2 separate regions of the Anser cygnoides genome follow, and region 2 is linked to region 1. A link is a contact called in public Hi-C data. All regions are on one chromosome and are shown on one strand. The core of a region is the stretch at or near the end of the contact, and the rest is flanking DNA. Distances in the headings are between cores, read along the strand shown.

What was found. A called contact is a pair of places that touch in the nucleus more often than the background predicts.
Region 2: a Hi-C map of liver shows a contact between it and region 1, with 1.7 times the contacts expected there. The contact joins two enhancer-like sites. A contact is called at or near these places in 2 of 7 Hi-C or Micro-C datasets (both in liver).

The regions. Positions count from the first base shown.
Region 1 is chr2:25,326,229-25,329,926 of Taihu_goose_T2T_genome, forward strand. The region is part of intron 4 of CDK6 (cyclin dependent kinase 6); the gene reads right to left. Among named protein-coding and RNA genes, the nearest start is that of FAM133B, 35 kb to the left of the region's middle. Within about 2 kb of position 2,148, at least 1 of the 3 cell types and tissues checked has open chromatin away from gene starts, as enhancers often do. A contact at or near this core is called in liver, where this site is marked.
Region 2 is chr2:25,481,206-25,484,903 of Taihu_goose_T2T_genome, forward strand. No RefSeq gene overlaps it. Among named protein-coding and RNA genes, the nearest start is that of CDK6, 42 kb to the left of the region's middle. Within about 2 kb of position 1,861, at least 1 of the 3 cell types and tissues checked has open chromatin away from gene starts, as enhancers often do. A contact at or near this core is called in liver, where this site is marked.

The sequences.
Region 1 (3,698 bases), core at 898-3,397:
TAAAAAGAAAGATGACATGGATGCACATTAGGACTGAGAAAATACTGTTCAGGTAGAATCTGACAAAAAATGGATCAGACATCTTAAGTTTTTCAATTAAATAGCCAACATTTTTTACTTGAAATTTATCATTCTTCAAGTAGGATAGTACCATAATCATGAATAACATCTCTACGATCATTTGGGTTGTATCAGTATTAAACTATTGTTAGAATCACATCTAATGCATCAACAGAATTGCAATAATGACTATTTTCTCTAAAGTTTCTCATGAACTTTTTGAGTATTACTCAATAGGCAACGGCAGAAAAAGGAAAACAGGCAGTTTCTGAAAAGGTGCTGCAAACATCCAGTGCTGTAATGTGTTGAATGTGCTCCCCTTTCCTATTTAAAATGAAGCAATGAATTCTAAAACTAAAGACAATATTCTGACCCTCGAATGCACATACAGTCTATTTCCTAAGAAGCTGAGAAAGCAAGTTGCTTTCTGAACTTGCAGATACAAGCCAGCAAGGAAAAGACTCATTTCAGTGAGCCTCCAGGACACCACCCATGTAGAGGTCCAAAGCTACAAGCCATTGGTGTCCAAAAGGAGGTAAAAAGGAAAAATAGAAAATAATGTTGCTAGTAAGAGAAAACACACTCAAAAAGATCTGGTATCATTTTGTCAATGCATTTTTGGGTTAAGATTGCTAACCAGATCACCATTCCGTGGTGTGGGTTTTCATTATTAGAAGTTTGCATGGTTTTGCTACAAATGTTTGCATTACACGGAGATGTTGGATTTTCTGAGCATTTTTAACATACAGGTTGGCAGCCTGGTAAGAGCCAGGATTGTAAAGGGGTTTGATTCACAAGAAATTTGCAGGCAGACATACCCGTTCCCTTTGAATGCATAACTGAAAGGAAAACATTAGTAAGAGGGAAACCAAACAGAGCCACAGTGTACAGCTTTATGACCAAAGCAGAACCAGCCTGTTGCATAGATTCAGTTGTTGATTAAAAATACAGCAAAGAGAAAGATAAAGAGCTTAAATAAGAGAAAATATGAGCATCTTCAAAGCTCCTTTAGGAATTGGCAGAGAAAAATCTTACTCTGGGGGCTTAACATTTGCTTGATGCTTTCCGTGTAAGCGTTGCCTTACAAAGTCCCAAGTGGCCTTGGAGCAGAAAGGAGGGCCTTGTCCCCCATCACTGGCTTAAAAGGGAGCTTTACCACAGCCATCAATGACCCCAGGATCAGGGTAAGTATGCTCTGGTTTCACAGCATCTTGTTAGAAAAAGAAGGAGTTTCAACAGAAGGATATAGCATGCCTGATTAAAATAAATAAATAAGAAAGGCTAGCGTAGATATTATCTTCAGTCATTATATGCTCTAACATGGGCAGATCCCATTTGTTCCTGGGAAGAACTGCTTCAGTACTGCTTCAGCGTTCCTCCTGTAACACGTTCCCCCCTGCCTTTTTTTTTCTCCTTTATTATTATTATTTTTTTTAATGGAAGAGCCTTGATAGGTTGAACGTCCTTCACTTATTCCCTAAGCACATACGTCACAACTCTCTTATCTGTGGACATTTTGCTTCTCCAGAAGATTTGTAGGTTATTTCATCAGGGTTTATAACTGAGCAGTTAGCTCAGCTCAGTGAGCATGATATAACAGTGGCATTTTGAAAACTGTCCCAACATTTGAAGCAAGCTCTAGAAATATGCACACAACTGGCCTTGGAGAAAGGGAAAGGCAAAAAATGTGTGGTCTTTGCTCAGAGAGCAAAAAGAAGCATTCGTCTTGTTTGTACTGACACTTCTACCAGCAATCTGAATTAACCATTTGTGTGTTAAACACTCACCCCACCACTGTTAAATTACATCTATTAATTACATCTATCAATACAAATATCTATATATCTATTAATTACATCTATTCACAGTTAAATTACATCTCTCTAGTCACTCAGCTGTTTCAAGTTTAATTGTACAACCAAACTGCAGGCTTCTGCATTTTTATAGCCTTCAGAAAGAACTAGAGGTATGAAAAATACAACCCGCTCATGCTCTTCCCATGAACACTTATTTGTTTTTTTTGTATTCTCTCTGTTTAATCTATTTCATATCCCCTTTTCAAACTTGCACACTCTAAAACTGCCGTGCCTCTTCGCTCTTGTGCAACTGAGTTTTAGAGTTGGAGGGCAGTAGTTGAACCATGGGTTAGATAAAGGCTATCCTGCGTGGATGGATAGGAGCCGAGAGCTCTTTCCTCTCCACTTCACTCACATAAGCAACGGTGCAAATCTCTGTGCAGAATGCTGTGAACAGGCAGCATGTGTTTGCAGAGCTCTAGACAACCCTCACTTCCAGAGGTTTACGCCTGTGAACAAATTTACCCATATTTTCCTTGAAAAGATCTCAATCCTCCTTCCAGAGCAGGCCAGAGCTATTTTCCACCACTGCTTTCATTAAGCTCATAACTTACTTCTCACTTAAAAATCTAGCAGACAGCATTCCAAAGTGACACAATTTAGTCAGAGTGTGAAGGTGCTCCTTAATGCTGTATTTTAAAAAAGTATTTTTTAAATATCTATATCACAGCCAAGGACCTACCCCAAGGTAAGCAACAGGGGTTTAAGTCTGTTCCTCGTCTTCATCAGTTATGCAAATGAAATAAAAGCAGTCTCCTACATGAAATATCTGTTGCTTTATTCATGTATGAAATTTCATTGTGGAAATCCACTCAAATCAGAATTTTCAGAGATATAGAATTAATTTTTTATAGTTTCACGAGTTTTCTGTGAACGTTCAGATGATTCTGCAAAGCTTGGCAGTTAGCATTTACTGTATACACTGGTCTAAAAAAACCTTTTAAAATGGACTTTGCTCTGAGAGTGCCTCTAATGCTGGAATTAGTTTTAATCAAGGGGTTATGTAATAGATTTTCAAGTCTGAGGCCCTAATTAAAATACAATTCCTCTTTCACAATCTGAAAATATTTTCAATCAGATTGCTTTCCCAGTAAACCTTTAAACTAAAAGATTTTGTGCCATTAGGTCAATTTCTCACGCAATAAACTCTTTGTACCCAAATGTCTAACAGTGTTATTCTTGTATCAGCTGAAAAGCATTGCACAATTACTGCATGAGGAAAGTCAACTCCTACAGGGAAGTCAGCTCCTACCTACCCCTGATTTTTCTATATCAAAGAAGAAAGTAAATGCAAAAGGAACAGGTATAATACACATTCAGTCTACCCTAAGATACTTAGCGAATTATCATCCAAGTATGTCTTCCCAGGTTCTCCAGGCTTTCATTTCTTTCTCAATGATGCTATGCAAACAGCTTCATAGACTAAAGTACACCCTGTACATAGAAGAGCTGATACTCTAAATATGTAACGTAAAATCATGAAAAAGGACACCAGTATAAGTGAGGCTCTAGTTCCACCATTATGAGTTACACATAAAAAGGTACATCTATTTGACTAAATTACTAGCCTAATTTTTATTTATTTATTTATTTATAATTTATTATAGAGCTGGGAAGAGTAAACTAGAAAAGCACCAGGAAAAAAGCCTAGAAGACCAAATCTTTGCTGTCATTGGTAGCAACACAGTGGCAAAGGTGATACAATGAGGTAACGGAGGCTGTGCATTGGCACTCTTTGGGACTTCAGAAAAGAGATCTATTAGATATCTGGTTTCCATATTT
Region 2 (3,698 bases), core at 611-3,110, 150 kb after region 1:
AGCTATTTCATTCATGGGCTTATGGAGGTCACTAAAAAAGCTTGTCAAGGCCATAGATCTATATCAGAGGAAGGAAGGGCATTTTTTGTGTTTCTTGGAAGGTGCAACCAATTAAAGTGGCAGATACTGGGATTTCTCTGCATGAATTCAGTACAAATCATTAGGAAACTGAGCTTAATTCAGTTTCTTTTAAGAGCCAGGAGATGTTGGGCAAGCCAGCATGAGTCTCATGGGAGATCTGAAAGTGAGTACTGAGCTCACTTTCTTACTACTGGGCAAGAAAATGAGAAAACATGCTAGATAGTGCAAGCTCAGCTTTTTCTGTGGCCCTGGCAGCTGTATTAATGATGTACTGGAGAGGCATGCAGCCTGCTCTCATTGAGGAAGGTAGAGATCACTAGATCGAAAAGAAAAAGGCTTTGGAAGATCCTGCTTCCATATTGCATATTTTAAGTTACAATAAATCAGCATATGTTGGATTTTACTTGATTACATTTCATGTTTTCTCTTAATACTAATTATATAAGGTAACCACCCCCCTCCCCCTCCCCCCCCATCAGCAGTGGAATGGTGTATATTACATGAATTACTACCAACTGTAGATGTCCTAGATCACCTTTATGTTGCACTAATTTAGTACCTTCCCAATTTTACTTAAGTAAATCCGAGAACCCATAAAGCAGTATTAAAATGATAACAGAATACTAGAGAATCACTTAGAACCTGACATTCAGTAGTTTCCTTGTAAGCAGAAGGAAAGTCCAATTTGGTTCATAAAAATGTCACACTACCAATAAATGTTGTCTTGTCATCTTCAAAAGACTCTTTCCTTAGAATAAATGCAGATTCTCCGTTTATGTGCATAACCAGTGTAATCAAGGTAGGTAGACAGTTACATGAGGAGGGGAAAAGAAGAGAATGAGGAAGGTGAAAAAGATAACTTTTTTTCAGGAAAAAACCTGAATGTTTTGAAGTCTGCATTCAGGATGAGGGGGGCACTGACAGATACATGCAATTACAGACAGAAAACTGATAGACATGTGATTATAGACAGATGGTTTGCTCGGCAGGAGTTTCTGACAGCTGGGCTCCAGCACTTATTCTCGTAAGTCTTTATGACCTGATCTCTCTTCAGCACATAAATATTCATGTACTTACATTTTTACATATGATTTAGGTGTAAAACAAGGAATGGTTCTGCAAGATGCTGAACAGCCTTGCCTTTAAAATTAACCATGGAAACTTATGCCAGATGCTTAAATTTAAGCAGTGCTGCTGACTTTATTGGTTTTCCTCAATGTTTCTATTGGATTCACTGGTCTGTGTCTCAAGCATCGTGGGTAGGTTTTATTTAATCTGATTTTGGCTATCTAAAGTGATGTGCCTGTTTTAAGAGAGCATTCAAAGCACCATTTGACTCCCTGGAGAAAAGTGACCACCTTCACAAGGAAATTCCTCTCTTCAGTATGATGTCTCAAGCATGTGGGAACAATCATGCTTGATAACTAGTTTGGATGAGTTTTTAGTTGGGTTAATATTAAATAAAATGAACTTTAGCCTAAATTGTATGCCCTGGCACATTCCAAAAAAAAAAAAAAAGGAATAAGCTTCTCCAATAGTACTATGGCTATGTCTAGCAGAGGATCTTAGAGTTCTTCTGCATTCTTCATTTTGAGTGTATGAGTGTATGATGTAATTGTGCACTAAAGCTGTTTTAGGGCAAGACACAGAAAAGCACCAGCCTTCCCTTTCTAGGCAAAGGACATCAACACGTGGGTAGGAGGGAAGTGACAGTTTGCTCTGCTCATGTTCTTTAACCACATATGTGGTGACAAATTCAGGGGCAAGCTAAAAAAAATCCTGACTAAAGCCAGCTCTGTTTTCCCCAGACTTTATTTCTTTTAAGCTCTCTTTTCATTATTTCAGTCTTCATAACAATTTCCTAAGTGCAGGCAAGGAGATAAACTTATTTGTTTCATTCTATAAGAACTGCAAATGCTGAGGTATGCTAGACAGAGATATACAAGATAGAGATGAGAAGTAACTCATTGTTATTTCTGCCTTTTGCAAGTAGAGCAGTGTCACTTTTTCATCTCGGCAGCCAGAGTGCCTTGATAGCTGTAAATGCGTTACTCTGTAGATGGGGCTATGACAGCTTTGGGTCTTGTTACTAGGTCAGTTCTGACTCATGTTTCAACTTAAAAAGCCTGCTTCTGAACTTGGTTTCTGTCTTACAAATTCTACTTTACTTTTGCTGAAAATTTTCGCTCTAAGGTAATTTGTTAAAGAAACATAAAGCAAAAGCATCAAATCATAGAATCATTAGGGTTGTAAAATGCCTCCAAGATCATCTGATCCAACCATCCCCCTATCACGAATGTCACCCACTAAACCACGTCCCTAAGCACCACATCCAACCTTTCCTTGAACACCCCCAGGGACGGTGACTCCACCACCTCCCTGGGCAACCCATCCCAATGCCTGACTGCTCTTTCTGAGAAGAAATGTCTCCTAATTTTCAAACTGAACTTCCCCTGATGCAACTTGAGGCCATTCCCTCTAGTCATATCGCTAAATACCTGTGAGAAGAGGCCGACCCCCAGCTCCCCACATCTTCCTTTCAGGCAGTTGTAGAGAGCAATGAGGTCTCCCCCGAGCCTCCTTTTCTCCAGACTAACAACCCCAGTTCTCTCAGCCACTCCTCACAGGACTTGTGTTCCAGGTCCTTCACCAGCTTCGTAGCCCTTCTCTGGACATGCTCCAGGGCCTCGATGTCCTTCTTGTAGTGAGGAGCCCAAAGCTGAAAACAGGACTCGAGGTGTGGCCTCACCAGAGCTGAGTACAGGGGGACAATCAGCTCCCTGGTCCTGCTGGCTGCACTGTTCCTGGTACAAACCAGGATGCTGTTGGCCTTCTTGACCACCTGGGCACACTGCTGGCTTATGTTCATTGGCCAACACCCCCTTTTCCACTGCACAGCTTTTGAGCCACTCTGCCCCAGGCCTATAGCATTGCATGGGGTTGTTGTGGCCAAAGTGCAGTACCCAGCACTTATCCATGTTGAACCTCATCCCATTGGCATCTCCAACTCATGCGATATGAAGTCATCATTGATATTTCACACCTGGAAGACTGTTACTGCATCAGAGAGGGTGAAGTTCTCTCTTGCACGCAACCTATCACTGTAATTCACACTGTCTAGTGCAAACACCCAAGAAGACTCCTCAACTGTTTTATGCTATTTCTCCATTTAGGATAATCAATGATGAGGCTCTGAAATGAGTACAAGCTTCATTGGGATAATATAAATCAGACAGGCACAGATCTCTTGCAAAATGGAATCAGTCCCATAAAATGGAAAGAGAGAGCTCATCCCTCTAAGAAGTGGGTGATACCTCTCTATATATTTTGCCTCCTCAGTTCCTGTTATTTTTACTACATTCCTGTAAAGACAACTTAGTTTAGTAATTGTTCATCATTTTTGAGAAAATAATTTAAAACCAGATACCTTCAAGAAACTACTTCAAGATCAGATGAAATTCATGTCTTTAAGTACTGGAGACTACTAAAATGTCCAGTCCGGCCTAATTCATTTGTAACCAGCCAGTTCTGTGGGAAATGTTTGGTCTACTTTCTCAAGGATTGTTAGCCTCCATTCACTTTTTATCCTACGTTCACTTTTTGGTTACAGCTGTAAG